Linked DNA regions of Mus musculus: regions 2 and 3 are each linked to region 1. Evidence: chromatin contacts called from public promoter capture Hi-C data. All regions are on one chromosome and are shown on one strand. Each heading gives the region's core, a stretch centred on a gene start, on an enhancer-like site or on the middle of the called end of the contact. The rest is flanking DNA. Distances are from core to core; before and after follow the strand shown.

The links. Capture Hi-C pulls out chosen DNA fragments and counts their contacts.
Region 2: a promoter capture Hi-C map of liver shows a contact between it and region 1. The contact joins the promoter of Whrn here to the promoter of Tnfsf15 in region 1. A contact is called at or near these places in 6 of 39 promoter capture datasets (frontonasal cranial neural crest, hippocampal neurons, liver and 3 more), 3 of 484 Hi-C or Micro-C datasets (beige adipocytes, embryonic fibroblasts and nephron progenitors), 3 of 115 datasets of contacts at active chromatin or transcription factors (the NIH/3T3 cell line, bone marrow-derived dendritic cells and bone marrow-derived macrophages) and 2 of 9 other capture datasets (adipose tissue and liver).
Region 3: a promoter capture Hi-C map of liver shows a contact between it and region 1. The contact joins the promoter of Atp6v1g1 here to the promoter of Tnfsf15 in region 1. A contact is called at or near these places in 2 of 39 promoter capture datasets (liver and neural stem cells), 2 of 484 Hi-C or Micro-C datasets (both in liver), 2 of 115 datasets of contacts at active chromatin or transcription factors (bone marrow-derived macrophages and pancreatic cancer cells) and 4 of 9 other capture datasets (adipose tissue, liver, macrophages and 1 more).

The regions. Positions count from the first base shown.
Region 1 is chr4:63,742,705-63,747,668 of GRCm38.p6, forward strand. Tnfsf15 (tumor necrosis factor (ligand) superfamily, member 15) reads right to left here and starts at 2,355. Exons shown (of 4, transcript NM_177371.4): 1 at 2,105-2,355. The coding sequence starts at 2,326. Gm42294 (a long non-coding RNA gene) reads left to right here. Exons shown (of 5, transcript XR_881353.3): 3 at 2,002-2,407.
Region 2 is chr4:63,493,221-63,498,184 of GRCm38.p6, forward strand. Whrn (whirlin) reads right to left here and starts at 2,771. Exons shown (of 12, transcript NM_028640.2): 1 at 1,393-2,771. The coding sequence starts at 2,013.
Region 3 is chr4:63,541,992-63,546,955 of GRCm38.p6, forward strand. Atp6v1g1 (ATPase, H+ transporting, lysosomal V1 subunit G1) reads left to right here and starts at 2,774. Exons shown (of 3, transcript NM_024173.2): 1 at 2,774-3,008. The coding sequence starts at 2,927. Gm38592 (a long non-coding RNA gene) reads left to right here and starts at 3,302. Exons shown (of 2, transcript XR_881351.1): 1 at 3,302-3,947; 2 at 4,026-4,964.

The sequences.
Region 1 (4,964 bases), core at 1,105-3,604:
TTTGTATCCTCCAGTGAGGCCCTTTCTGAGAGTTAGTATCCTACGAACTCTAAAACAAACTCCAAAAATAGTGCCCCTCCACATTCCTAATGTTGTGACCCTTTAATACAGCCCCTCATCTTGTGGTGAGCCCCCCCCAACCATAAAATTATTCTGTTGCTACTTCATAACTGAAACTTTTGCTGAGGTTATAAATCATTATTCTACTATCTGATATGCAGGATATCTGATACGCTACCGCTGTGCAGGTGGTGACCCACAGGGTGGGAACTGCTGTTTTAAAACTCCTTTTACCCAGTCCCAAGGAATTGGTGGTAGCAGCTTCTCAGGCCACTGATCCTGGATGTTCCCAGCTGTTCTGTGTTCCTTCTATCTGCGCATAGCAATCAGGGCCCCCATTTAAGCCCCTACAAGCTGTTTCATAAATATTTTTCTCCCTTAAGAACTTGCCTTGAGTGGCCAGCTGCTGCTTCTCAGGACCTGCATCTCTCCAGGCATCCCAGTCTCAGCCCCTTTACTATTCTGTTTGGAAGCTGAGATGTCCTGTAGTCTGGTTAAGCAACAACCTCAAGCTCCTCTGTGTCTCCCCTCCAGCAAGATGGTTTTCTTCGTGGTGGGATGGGAGCATTAGGTATCAATGTGGCTCATACCTAAGGCATCTGAGTCGGGATTGTGAGGAGGGGACTCGGGTGTTGTGGTTTGTGATGGCACCCAGCACCTTCTTTATGAGTCTCCCTGTTGGGTCATTTCCCCCTGCCAATTCCCTTTTCTGGACTGTACCTAGATGACCTTGTCTGGCTTCGGCCAACATGGGGATTGTAGACAGCATCTCGAGTAATAGGATCCAACTGTATGTCAGGAATCCCTCCAGAGTCCAAGGAGGCACAGATTGCTGGAGGCCACTTAATAATACAGTGTTCAACAACAGCTCTCTCCGTATGAGTTGAGTATTCCCTGAAGTGCCTCAGTCTGGTGTGTGTGTGTGTGTGTGTGTGTGTGTGTGTGTGTGTGTGTGTGTGTATGTGTGTGTGTGTGCTTTTCTGGGGTCATAGCCTGACCTCCCATTTTCTAATACCCTACAGGTCCCTTCTAACATAAGCAGCCTTCCTAGTCTATCTGCACATGTCTACACTGTATAAACCATGACACGTGGCTGCCTGAATCACAGTTTGTTGACCCTGATGGAGTGGCAGGAGTTACACATTAGCCACAGAGTGGAAATTGCCCAGGATTGACTAGAGACCAGGTTTCTAATTAGGCTGCCTATTTTTGCTTTTAGTCCTTAATCTTTGGGACTAAAGTAGAATCAGTCACTACAGACTATGTCAGATATTTCCCCCTGAGGAATATTCTTTAAATAACACACATTGACCTTTCAGATCCTTCCTGGGTGTCCTCAGCCTTGGCTTTGTCACCGCTTGGATATTTGCCCCCCTCATTCTCTGAGTGCCACCCCTATACCCCTGTGGTGGCTAACCTTCTTTCTAGTCCCAGCAAAATCTCAGGGTCAGTATGTTCTTAATTGAGCACTGAAAAATATTTCTAAATCCAAGAAGAGGAGCTGGTTAAGTAAATTTTATCACACACGTATAAGAACATAATATAGTCATCCATACATCATACTGCCGTGGGGTCATTGCCATAGAAACAATTTCATACTATGTAGAAATCTCAGAATCATCCTCCAATATAAATAGAAAGGCATTATATATTTTAGTTCACTAATAGTTTACACCTCTATGTTTTTTCCCCTCAATAATCATGCATTATGTAATTAAATTTAAGAGCTTTTTGTTTAAGGAAAAAGGAATGTTTTCCAAAGTATTGCCGCACTGTAATTATAATGATCTAAAAACAAAAACAAAAAAAGAGTATATGGAGTGTGAAGTTATTCTTGCACAAACATGAGATGAAACAATTCAATTCCCTGGAAGTGCAAAGTTAAGAACCAGATGGGACCTTTCCACCTCTCACCCCCCGGTCTGTATTTGCTTTGTACAGGGGAGCCACCAGCGCTATCCATGAATGGCTCTGTCCCAAACTGGAATACACAGCTGCCTGCAGAGAGACCACTGATTGTCTAAGCAGGAGCAAGTTTACTTACCCGAAGCATACAGTCTTTTCCGGGGACCCGGAGCTGGCCAGCCATTAGGAGGGTGCTAAGTCCTGCGAGGATGGGAAATGACAACAGGCAGCAGGTGAGAGCCAGGCAGGCTTTGCTCCTGGCAGCTAGCCCGGCCCTGGCCTCTGGCCTGTGTCTACAGCCTTCCGGCAGCACTTCCACTGGGACTCCTTCTCCGAAGCCCAACCCCAGCTCCTCTGCCATCCTTCTGCTGTCTTGGAGAGACTTCTGATCCCTTCTGACCAGAGAGCCCCCCATTAAATAAGAGAGCAGCTGTCACACTGAGTGAGTTAATGACTGTCCTCTCCTCCCTTTTTTACTCTCCCCTCCCTCTGACAGCCCTCTGCAGCCTGCCCTGCCCGGCTAGGGAATGCGCCGCCTACAACAGAAACCAAGTTTGGTTTAAGAAAAAAAAAAAAAAAAAGAAGAAGAAGAAGGAGAAGGAGAAAGCTTTCCCAAGCATATTTATGTACAGTATGCTCATGTGCTCTTTCCTTCATTTACAGAAGGAAGTCAGGAAAGTCCCTGGAGGAGGAGATCAAGAATACATTAAGTCAATGGGTGGGGCAAATTAAAATGTACCTGCTCCTGCCCTGGACTGCAGCCAGCCGAGCTGGTCTGGGAAGTGTGTTCCTTCTGGAAGTGAAAGTGAGGGACTAGGAGGTGTGTGGCTTGCAACAGGAAATGGAAATCACGTTCACATCAGCCCCTTGCCAAGCGCCACAAACCGTCTTATCTCCCTGTCATTCTATAGATGGAAGTACTGACAGTCAGAAAGGTACCCGCCCTACGTCATTCTGGATGGAAGAGAGCAGAGCCAGGAAGATGTCCATTTTAAGTTACAATTAGACATGGGCATAGCCTGTGAAACATAAGGTTATTTATGTTCCAGCAGAGAGTATCTGGTTGTGATTGTAGTTAGAAGTGACTGTCAGAGAGATAATGACATAGGCTTCTGTACTCCTTTGTCCCAAAGTTAACTTAATGCCAGTGGTTTACCTTGCCTATGTTGGCTGTGGATGGGAGAGGGCATGGCAGCTGATATGTGCTAGCATTCACTAAACACTTGCTTTTTAACCCAATGCTGGGAGGCAAATATCAATTGACTTATTATCGACTTATTTCATCCTGAGACAACTGCTTTTCTTTTTCTCATTCTTTCTTTTTCTATTTTCTCTTTCATTTCCCTTCTTCCTCCCCCACTTCTCCTTCCTCTTCTTCTTCTTCTTCTTTTTTTTTTTTTTAAATACAAGGTCTTACTATGTTGTTTTGGCTGTCCTGAAACTCAATAGGTAGACCAAGTTGACGTCAAACTCACTGAGATCTCTCTGCCTCCATTTGGAGGACTGAATCCCCTTCTGGAAGAGGAGGTGGGGCTTGAATTCAGTCTTGGAGGTGGGGAGGGGTGACACCAGAGAAGCATAGAGGACCCTGTATAAAGGTGGTCTACAGCAATTAGGAATCCATGGCCTGTGAGCTGGCTCAGCAGGCGCAAGTGCTTCTTGCCAAGCCTGATGGTTTGGCTTTAATACTGGAAATCCACATAGAGAGAGAGAGACCTGACACATTGTCCTCTGGCTTCTACATGTACACTGTGGCACATATACATGCAGAATGAAGGAAGAAAAGAAGGAAGGAAGGAAGGAAGGAAGGAAGGAAGGAAGGACTAAATAATAAAAAAAAAAGAGAGGTGAGGAGAAAGAATAAAGAAACCAGGCACCTAGAGTAGCCCATGGCATGTCCCTGTTTGGTGGCCCCTATTCTTGAACACAACCCAGTTCCTCTCAGTATTTCGGAAAGCCCTTGGCCTGGACACTACCTGCTGTCAATCCTCCCCGGGGCCCAGACTCACCTTTCCTATGTTCCCAAGATGTAGATTCTCCAGTCCTCTACAGTCTAATGCTCACCCACGGTGTTTTCTCTGCTGGGGAAGCTTCTGATTTCTCTCCCCATTCCCCTATTCCTCCTTTGCTGCATCCCTTCCCTCCAGCTGGGAGTGATACTATCCTCAATGCTTTCGAGGCATCCCATCTTCTCTGTCACCAAATGCTCTGACTTGGCTTGGCTCTTTCTGTCACTTCCATTGGACCGCCATCAAAGCTGGGAGGGAAGGTGCTAAGTCATGCAGATGTTCCTCCTGGCTTGGCAATGGGTACTTGATTCATAACTAACAACTGTTGAGGTGAATTCCATCAAAGGGTAGCTTTTATGGCCCCTGCTTATCCATGCTTGAGGTAGCAAACCTACTAAGAAATGGATCTTTGCGATTCTCCCAGATCTTTGCCATTGTTACTTAACATTTCTTTTAATGACAGAGAGCTCTACTAGGGTACAGATGTTCCAATTTGTTTAACCTTACCCACTGAAGGGCATTTGAATTATGTCTAGCTATTATGCATGAAACTGTTATGAATATTCATGTACAGGTCTTTGTGCAAACTCACTTTTATTTCTTTGACATCAGTGACCAAGAGCGGCACTGTTGGGCTGTTTGTTGAGCACATGCTCTTTGTGTAAGAACGTGCTGTAGTTGCTTCAGAGACCATTTTATTTTTATCAGCAACATGACAGAGATCCAAAAGTCATTTCAGAACTTGGTATTATCACTTGTTTTTATTTTAGCCATTTTTATTTCTATCATGTGTGTGTGTATGCCACAGGTATGTATGCGATGTGTGTATGCATATAATGTTTAGGTATACACATGTTACCACGGTATGTGTGAATATATGGTGTGACATGTACCACAGTATGTGCATGTGTGTATAGGATATATGTATGCATAGATCAGCGGACAACCTTGGATATCAGTCCTTGCTGTCTACTTTGTTTCAGATAGTGA
Region 2 (4,964 bases), core at 1,521-4,020, 250 kb before region 1:
TATCATTTTGAGAACTTGGACCTCTTAGGAGAACACTAATGGAATATTTCTTCTTAGATATATGGGATGTAAGATAAAGAGGAGAAGATGTTTGGAGAGGGGTATGGGAGAATGTGAAGCCCACAAAGAGCTTTCTCTGCTGGTCCCCAGAATAATCAAAGTCCATTAGGCTTTCTCCAGAAAGGGAGAGAATTTTTCAGAAACCTCAGGGACCTCCCAAAAGGGGTCTCTGAGTAGAGAAGCAAACTAGACAGGCCAGTGTCAGAGACAGATGGTGGTATCCAAGGCGCACACACAAGCACTCAGCCCAACTCGCCTGGCCACGAGCCACTGAACACCACACAGCAAGCAGCCCAGGACTTTTGCTGCCTAGGAGTTTCCCAGCAGCCAGTGCGCCCTGTTTGGTACATCTGGATGAGGTGGACCAGGAGACCAGAGAATGGGGTGAGAGGGGCTCACACCACAGGTCAACCCAAACCTGGAGCAAGCATTTCTCCGTACAGGATGGATGCTGCCGTTCCTTTCCTTCAAACTCCTCACTTCTTGTTTAATAAGCAGTAGGGCTCAGGCTAAATACTTATGAGAGAAAGCTCCTTGGATCCACCCACGGACCAAACACTGTAGCTCATACTCCAACTGGCTGGCATTCACTCACCCTGGGTGATAAGATTAGCAAGCATGAATGCTCCTCCAGACAGATGGATTAGATTCCTACTAGCTGGTTGTGGTGAGGTTATTTTTCTCAATTGACAGATCCAAGAAAAACCGTGCTCAGTTTCATGGGACTCTGGGTTCATGGTCAGGGAGAAGCCAAGTTTGCAACAAAGTTAGGCGCCAGTTCTCTGGTCTGGCTTGTTCCAGCATACACTGGTTAGTCCACAAATAGAAGGATCAGCCCCAGCTCTGTGGTTACCCAGCCTCCTCCTGGGTTACTAGCAGTGGGGCAGAACTAACTTTCAGCGGCAAAAAGCCTACAGGATCCAGAAAACAGCACAGCAGCAATAAAGATGGGGGGGGTGGGGGGGGGTCTGGAGGGGGGAGAGCATCAATTACCCAATGTCAAGCAGGGGCTCTTTTCTAACACTTGTAAGGATCCACAGCCCTTTTCACATTTTATGACCAGGCATTTGCTTATGTTATACTGTGTATGTGCCTTAGCCTTTAGGTCACCTAAGGCAAGAATAACCATTTCCTCCGTGCTCAGAACACCGATCTGCGCCACAAATTAAATGTTCCTCTTTTAAAATCCGGTCAGGGAGGCAAAAATAAACCAACAACAAAGACCAGAAAGGTCAGGCGATTTGGTATAAAAGATAGCAGCACAGGCAACCGAAGAGGGAGCACTAAACTGCCTGTACTGTCCTCTAACGCTCCCATAAACCACAGCCCTACCTTGACAGCCTCCGCGTGGGTCACCCGGGCTAGAGATTTATCGTTGACGCGCAGAATCTGGTCCCCGACCCGCAACCCTTCCTTCTCTGCCAGGGAGCCCGGCTCCACTAGAGACACGTAGATGCCCACGCCGTGTTCCGAGCCCCCGCGGATGCTGAAGCCCAAGCCCTCGTGGGCCTTGGCGCGCCGCAGGCTCACGAGTCGCACCTCCCCGGGCCCCGCGCCGTCGGGAGCGGCCCAGGCGGGCTGCCTGTAGGGGGTGGTGGCTGGCAGGTAGAGGCCCTCGGCCGTGTACTGGTCGAAGAGCAGCTGGTCGGAGCGCGGGATGACCAGACGCAGCATGGGCAGCAGACGCCGCTTGACCGGGCTGTCCAGCAGGACGCGCAGGGTGCGCACCAGGTCGAAGACGTTGCGGCGCGCGTGGTACGCGTTGAGGCAGTGAGTGAACTGCTCCCGCTCGGGCTCGCTCAGCAGCGCCGTGAGCGCTTGGTGCAGCTGGCGCACGTTGGCAGACAGCAGCCGCAACCCCGCGCCCCCGCCGCCGCCCGCCGCCGCCGCCGCCGAGCCCAGCGAGCCGGTGGAGGACGAGCTCACCGACAGGCCGTCCAGCTGTGCGTTCATCTCCCCGCCGAGGCCCGGCCGCACTCGGGGCGCGCGGCGCGGGGCGGCAGCTGCACCTGCGGCCAGAGGCGCGACAGCTGGATTCCCCGGGGCGCGGAGGTCACGGCTGGAGTCTGGGTTTGGGGTAGACGCGGAGTCACCGGCTGCAGTCTAGACTGGCCCGGAGAGCGGAGACGACGGCTGCAGGGTGGGTTGGGGAGGTGCAGGTGAGCTAGAGCGCTGGCTGGATCCTGGGGAGGTGGCAGGGACAGCGGCTGGTGTCCCAGGGGCGCGAAGGCAGGTGAAACTGGAATTCGGAGGACGAAGAGACGGCGGCTGCAATCCTGAGGACCGCGGCGGGATCCTGGGGGGACAAAGAGTTGGCGCCTGGAGGCCGGAGGTCGTGGAGACTGCGGCTGGAGGCCGGGGGGAGCGAGAACAGCAGCTACATGCCGGAAGGCGCGGGGACCGTGCGTGGCCGCAGTGGGGGGCGCAGCCACGCCGCCCGCCCCGTCACACCATGTCCGGGGCTCCCCCAGCCGAGATGCCCGTTCCTCTAGGGCTGGGGGACCCCAAAGTCAGAAAGAAGTTAGGGCGCCGGTCAATCTAGGCTCAGAGTCCGGAGCAGTCGCAGCCAGAGGAGCCACGCGGGCGTCCGGCGGGGGGTGCGGGGCATGTCCCGGGCCGCCCACCATGCAGCAGCCCGGGCCCCCGCGCCCCAACGCCGCCCGGGCGCACACGGAGCCACGCGGCCGGGAGCCCGGACTTTGCGAACTGTTGAGCAGCTCTGGGCTGAGTCTTCCAGCGAGTTCCGACGCCGCCGCCGTCGCCAGCCGGGACTTGGCCCCGCCCCCTCGCCCCTCCCCCTCCCCGCCCCGTCCCCCCGCGGGCTCTTCAGGAAATGACGTCCCGCCTGGCGCGCCTGGCTGTTGCCTGGAGACGGGGTGAAACAGTCCGGCCCCAAGGAAGAAAGGGGTGAAAGTGGGGGTGAAAGAAAGCAGGAGGAGCCCTGGGCCCCTGCGAAGTCTTCCCACTTCCTCAGCCCAGGGGTGAAAGATGGGGTCCTAAAAGCTGCGCTTTCCGGCGATCACAGCTCGATTCCAGGGTCGCTTTGGAGCAATTAGCCGGTTTGCCAATTCACAATTGGGGAAAATGGCCAACTTTTGGCCTCTAAAATAATAGATGCTTCATGCTCTGCTTTTCTGCCTTAAAATGTTGTTCCTGCAGCTTGCACACGTGCTGACTGCAAGTTTAAGTGAGTATGTGGACGATAATCGGTCACCTGCTCTGCACATGAGAAGAATATAAGCCACACAGGTGCCATCAGGAGCCAAGTCCTGTGCTGGGATAGATCAGCCTGGGCCCCTTCCTCTGGTGCTCTCCGGAGTGGGGGGGGGGGGGGGAGGGGGGAGTGGGGGAAAGCAAGGAGCTGTTATCAGAACTGTAAAGTATGCAAACACACACACATGCATTTAAAACTAAGTCTGGAGTAGGAATGTCACTTGTACCAACTGTTAGGTCCCGCTTGTGATCTTTTCCACACTGAGGGAACAGGGTGAAGGTTACATGACAACTCTATATACAGTCTTTAAAAAAAACATATTTTATATGGAAAGATGTCAGAATACACAGTCTAAAGTCTGTCATCTGATACCCACTCTCCTAAACACTATCACAGGAAAAACTCGGCTTCTAGTCAAAGAAGTGTTCTAAGAAGATCTATAGTGCTTGACCTAGTCACCACTACATGCCATGTGGATCTCTTTAAACCTGAATTGCCTCTCCAGAGGTGTTCTGTGAAAAGCTGGTTTTTTTTCCCCTAAGACTGTCCTGGGTTGCCGTCACAGGAATGAAACGGCTGACTCTGATATGGGAGAAATAGAAAAAGAGAAGGATTATCTGGAGTGGCTTTGAGCTGGCTGCAGAAGGGTGTTTTGTTCCCTGGCTAGTTATTTACCTGTGCACTTGGTCATTCTTCATTCAACATTTGCCAAGCACCCGTTCTGCTGCTTGACCAAGCGGCATATGGTTGATGCTGGAGACCCAGGATAAAGAGTTGAAATCTTTGACCTCAAAGAGTCATAGTCTGGCAAAGGAAAGACGGTGTAGGTCAAGGTTAAAAACAAACAAACATAAAAAAGATAAGCATTAGGAGTGTCAAGATAGACCACAGTGAGGCGAGGAGACTAACAGGAATGGACTTTCTGGGCTGCAGAGATGTTTCCGCGGGTAAAGATATTTGCCACCAAGCCTGACCACCTGATTTTCATGCCTGGAACCAGCACGGTGGAAGGGGGAGAACCAACTCCTGCAAGCTGTCCTCTAATCTTCATGGTGCTTGTGGCACGTGTAGCAACCCTGTAGCACATAATAAACGAATAAGTAAATAAAATATTTTAAAAGAAGAATCTTTCTGAGTAATGGGAAGCCACAGGGAGATTTCTAACACTGTAGTTTAATGCAGTCCCAAAATGGAGGCAAAGAATTAAAGTTCTCCTTTCCCCAAAGCTCTCCCCTTCTTTTCACACAGACCTGAGTTGAATTGATGCCCAGTGAACATATTTCACAGGGCGTCACAAAGTGATGTCTTAAGTAGCCAATTGAGTGACCCTTTGACATCTGTCTTACAGCTCTGCGTGTAGCAGTCCGTGCTATGCATCCTTATTTCTTCTTGCCGACCCTAGTTGAAGTCTTTAATGCAACCAGAACAAGTTATTTAAGGAGAGAATCTGTTCCAACCCCTCCCCTCATGTATTAATGACATACCTCGAAATGCCACCACACGGGACTTAATTGCATGCAGTTCGGGTTTTCTGCAAATGTATTTCATGCTTAGTGTTCAGTTAGTTTGTGTTCTAATTATAATTGCTGTGATTGGTTTGATAAATGCAGCCCAGGAGCTAAGATTCCCCACTCCCAATATTTCCTTTCTGTGCAAAGGATGTTTTCGAGAATATTTTGCTTCGGGCAGC
Region 3 (4,964 bases), core at 1,524-4,023, 200 kb before region 1:
TCAATCATCTCTTTTGTTTTTTCTCCCACCTCTACAGTGCGTATTGTTCTCCATCGATTGCCTGACTATATTGTGTTTTCTGGGAACACAAACATTCAGTCTTCCCAAGAAAGTATGCCCTGGATTTAAAGGTCTCAGAGACTATTCATTTCCTGGTTATTAGGCTGTCTTCAACCTGAATCAAGTGGAAAAGCTTTGAATCACCAAACTGCTCTCGTCCTCCAGTGCAGAGAGCGTTCTAGAAAAAAAATATCTTGGCATTACTTTATGTTTTCAGCATTTTACAGACTCTAAGAGGTCATCTGATACTTTCCAAAGCCCACAGGAATCCCTCAGAAGAGTGCAGCTGGCTAGAGATGTCAGTGTGCAGCTTGACAAGAGGCAGGCATCCCATTTGGCAGTCAACAGGAGTGTGACTGTGGACAAATCACTTAACCTGCTGAGCCTCCATTTGGACGTTATCAAATGAGACTATTCTTTCATAGCACTTCTGAACCTGCTGGCAGGAGTCATTCCAGAGAGTGGCATGGTGCACATGCAAGCTCCACTTCCTATCTTGCCTGCCCTATCCACTGGGGACAGAAGGAAGGCCTGGCACATGGTAGTGGTGACCTCAGAAGAAGCCACATCAGTGTGGAAGGTCCTGAAGACTGACAGACTGGAGGTTCATGACTGAAGAGGGACACGATTTCTCAGACATAGTGCTAAAATCATCTTGGCCTATCTTTAGATCCCTTAACAGCCTTTTACTACCAACTTCCACATCTGTCCTGACAGCTCTGTGACCACTAGATGTAATATTCGGAATGAACGGTTAACAGGTCACTGGCTTCCTCCAACCCTAATGCTAAGGCTAGTAGAAAGCAGCATGCTGAACCCATTGATAAGGTTTTCCAATACTGCCATAATCTACCTGTTGTACACACCCAAGTATTAGGTAAATACACTGAGTGTTTGCATTAGGTAAAAGTATTTACAACCTTGTTTTGGTCTCTGACCATAAGTGTAACTATCCTCTTCCTCGGTGGCAGAACGTGCTGTTCATGGGAATCTGAATATGTCCTTCCTGGGCCATAATCATATTGGGCTCAGAATATTGGGCTGTCTTGTATTCTCTTTGGAACAGGAGCTCTGAGGGTTATAACAGCCCTGTGCTGCTGACACAGCCCTAGCATCTCACTTTAGATCTCTCCCTTGGGAGAGCCTTCAGATCCATTCTCTCCTCATGACTGGTCACATGGTTTATCTTCATTAACAAGCATGTCTTAAAACACTTGGCACACCCTGTAGGTGCAACAACATTATGAACTAACCAGTACCCCGGAGCTCTTGACTCTAGCTTCATATGTATCAAAAGATGGCCTAGTCGGCCATCACTGGAAAGAGAGGCCCACTGGACACACAAACTTTATATGCCCCAGTACAGGGGAACGCCAGGGCCAAAAAAATGGGAATGGGTGGGTAGGGAAGTGGGGGGGAGGGTATGGGGGACTTTTGGGATAGCATTGGAAATGTAATTGAGGAAAATACGTAATAAAAAAAAACACTTGGCACATTTATTATGCTACAATTATTTGTTTAAATTAATGTCTTAAATTTTCAAAACCATGTGGGTGGGTGGTGGTACTGCATATGTCACTGTGTTTGTGGAGGTCAGGAGACAGCTTGCAGGAATTGTTTTTCTCCTTCCTCCACGTGAGGTAAATATCTATACCCTGAGCTATTACAACTCTGTCTCCTTAATCTGTTTTCAGGATCAAAGGAGGTGTGCACGCCCACTGTGCTTGCAGCAACACTTATGGAAAACAGCACTATTTATTCCTAAGCTTGGGTCAGAAAGGGATGGCAGGTCCAGGGATACAGCTCAGAGGGTGGAAGGGACTCGCCTACAATGCTTGAGGGAACTAGGTTCCAGCCCTAGCACCATGAAAAAGGATGGCAACTGGCCCACAAGTCACAGGGGTTAGTAGTTGACTTGATGCTGAGTCCTTGTGTGAGTGTGTCTGAGTATTTGCTAGTGTCTGAACCTAGGACTTCAGACGTCTCTCCAGAACTGGCCAGAACTTCCTAAACTTCTCCATGATAGATGTTTTCTTTTTGGTTTTTCGAGACACGGTTTCTCTGGGTAGCTCTTGCTGTCCTGGAACTCACTCTGTAGACCAGGCCTGCCTCGAATGAGAGACTCAGTTGCCTCTGCATACCTAGTGCTGGGATTAAAGGCATGTGCTATGCCTCACTACCTGCTTTGGTTCCCACTCCCCTCCCCCGCCAAACACGGTCTCACTAGCCAGGTCATGAACTCAATCAATCCTCTTGCTTCAGCATCCTGACACGGGTGTGCTGGGTTTGCAGCCTGTACCACTAGGGCAGCATTGCTTCCTGATAGGGTGTAAGTTCCAAAGAAATTTCCAGAAAGGTAGGAAGTCTAGCTGGGTGAAGAGAGGGGGTAAATAATCAGGTTTGGATCCTTGCTTCTGAACTTCAACGTGGGCACACTATTAATTTCGGGAAGAGAGAAATAACCACGTGACAGGACTGCCACAGGGATAATACCAGCTATAAAAAACCAGCCTTTGACAGTTGCAAAAGAGCAGGAGTAGCCATCTCTCAATGCGCAGGCGTAGTGGAACAGCTTGGCACGTCCCTCCTTGTCCCGCCCCGCCCCGTCCCGTCTCACCCCGCCCCACCCCGCCGCCCCGTCTCACCCGCCCCGCCCCGCCCCGCCCCGCCCCATCTCCTGGGAGTCACCGGACTCAAAGGCAGTCAGTCAGCTGAGACACCGGGCGGTTCTTTTGACGGTGGGGCGGGGCTCCTGCGCGCTGCGCAGGCGCAGAGTCTGGGTGGTGGATCAGGTGATCCGAGGGGCTTCGGAGGGTGTTTGAGCAGTTGACTTAGGCCGTTCTCTCAGCCCAAAGTCCCCTCAGCAATGGCGAGTCAGTCGCAGGGCATCCAGCAGCTACTGCAGGCCGAGAAGCGGGCCGCCGAGAAGGTGTCCGAGGCCCGCAAGCGTGAGCTCCGGGACGGGGCGGGATGCTAGGCTGGGACGGCGACTAGGCCGCGGGCGGAGGCCGGGGGACAGTGTCGGGGCCAGAAGCTGTCCCGGCGGTGTCTGGAAGCCTCGAGGCTGGACCTCAGGTGCCTGTGGAGACAGTAGTGGGTTCGTCCACTTCTCGGGGTGGAGGGCGTGAAGTGGGCCACCCCACAGAAACTGCTCCCACCCGATCCCGATCCCTTGCTTCCGGCCGCGGCCCACCTACGGGAGCCACCTCCACGGCCGTCGAGTCTGCGAACCTAGGTCATTCTGGCCACCTCTCCCTCACGTTCGTCACTTTAAACGGTTCGCCCAGCCTCTCTAACCTGATCTCCGTCCATCGTTTTTTTTTTTTGTTTTTTTTTTTCTTTTTTCAGCACCATAGTTGAACTCCCTGAGTTCATGTGGCTACCTAACTCGGCCAGTCATTCCTTTCTTTGTTCCCCTGAGAATGTATTAGAGAAGTGCCGAGTTCATATTCATCACAGGGTATTTCTTGTTCCAGCGGAGGCGCACATACCAGTTAGGATGTGTGTAGCAGTGAAAGGCCAATATTGAGAGGGACAAAGTGGCCAGAAAAGTCAGTTTACCACGTGTGTAACTGGGACCAAGGAGTGGAAGAAGCCTGTAATATTCTGCAACAAATTCCCCCCCCCCCCACTTCAGACACCTGCTTAAAATTCGAACATAACTTTCTCGTCACACCTGGCCTTCCACTCAGCACTCCTTGTCCCCGCAGAATGGAGCTGGTATTTCATAATGGATTAGAGGAAGTGTTTTCATCAGTCAGGCTTTTGTATTCTCTCCTAAGCATGTCCCTGTGAGAAATTCTCTTCCCGCAGTACTGCGTCGCTTGAATCCTAAAGGCATCCTCATTTCTGGCCCTCCAGGCTTTTGCACTTCGTTTGCCCTGATGGTTAGTTTTGGATCTCAGAATTTGGCAGCGGTTCCTCATTCAGGCTCTTTCCCTCACTAATGCTTGTTTTTGACGTAGTGTTATAGTAAGCTGTTGGTTTCCATGGCCTTGCCGCTAGAATAAGCTTTTGGAAACTGGAAACTGTGTCTCAGGACCTTTATGAATCTAGTTTTCCAAGGTAAGAAGACACTGCGTTTGCTCCTGTTTTTTTGCAGGAGGGAAAAATGAGACCCAGAAGGTGATTTGGCCAGACTCTGGCTTGAGAGGCCTTTCTCATGCAAGGGATTTTCCTTAGTATAAAACTTGCAGTACACTTATGTTACATACTGCTGACGGGCTGAGACCTCTCAGAGATCTGCCTGCCTCTGCTTCCCAGTGCTGGCCTGAAAGGCATGTGCCACCATGCTCACCCCCCAAGTAGATTGAAGTGTGGCCCTGGTGGGAGTTAGGCGATTCTTTATTTCCAGGAGATGTTTTCTGTAGAATGCTGGGGGTGGAGAGAAGCCCTTTTCTTCTCAGGTGGCTAGAAAGGCCTGTGTTGTCATGCTCTCGATCCAGAATTTCCAGACTGTCTTGTCAGTTTGTCCTGTGATGACTCAGCCGCAGTAGCAGGTGTATGTGTTGGGAATTATGTGAGGCTGTTTGGAGGAGATGCAAGAGCAAATACTTGGACTGTGGTGGGAATGACCGTGTTCCCGGGAGATTTTAAACCTTACTTGGCTGCAAGCTTGTATGTATCAGATAGCTGAAGCAGTTTGTTTTAGAGGGGTTAGCTTACAGCCAGCTCACATTTTAATATTTTCAGGGGTTGGGAAGAGAGGCATTGAAAAGAGCTGAAATATGAGAACTGTCATCCTTGATTTGTGGTCACACTTGACTTGCTCAGTTAAGGGTTGGGAAGGAAAAGTTGTAATCTCAGCGTTCAGAGGCTTGTGGATCACTGAGTTCGAGGGCAAGTTCCAGGACAGCCAGAAAAATCCTGTCTCTGGAAACCAGGAGAAAACACATACACACAGA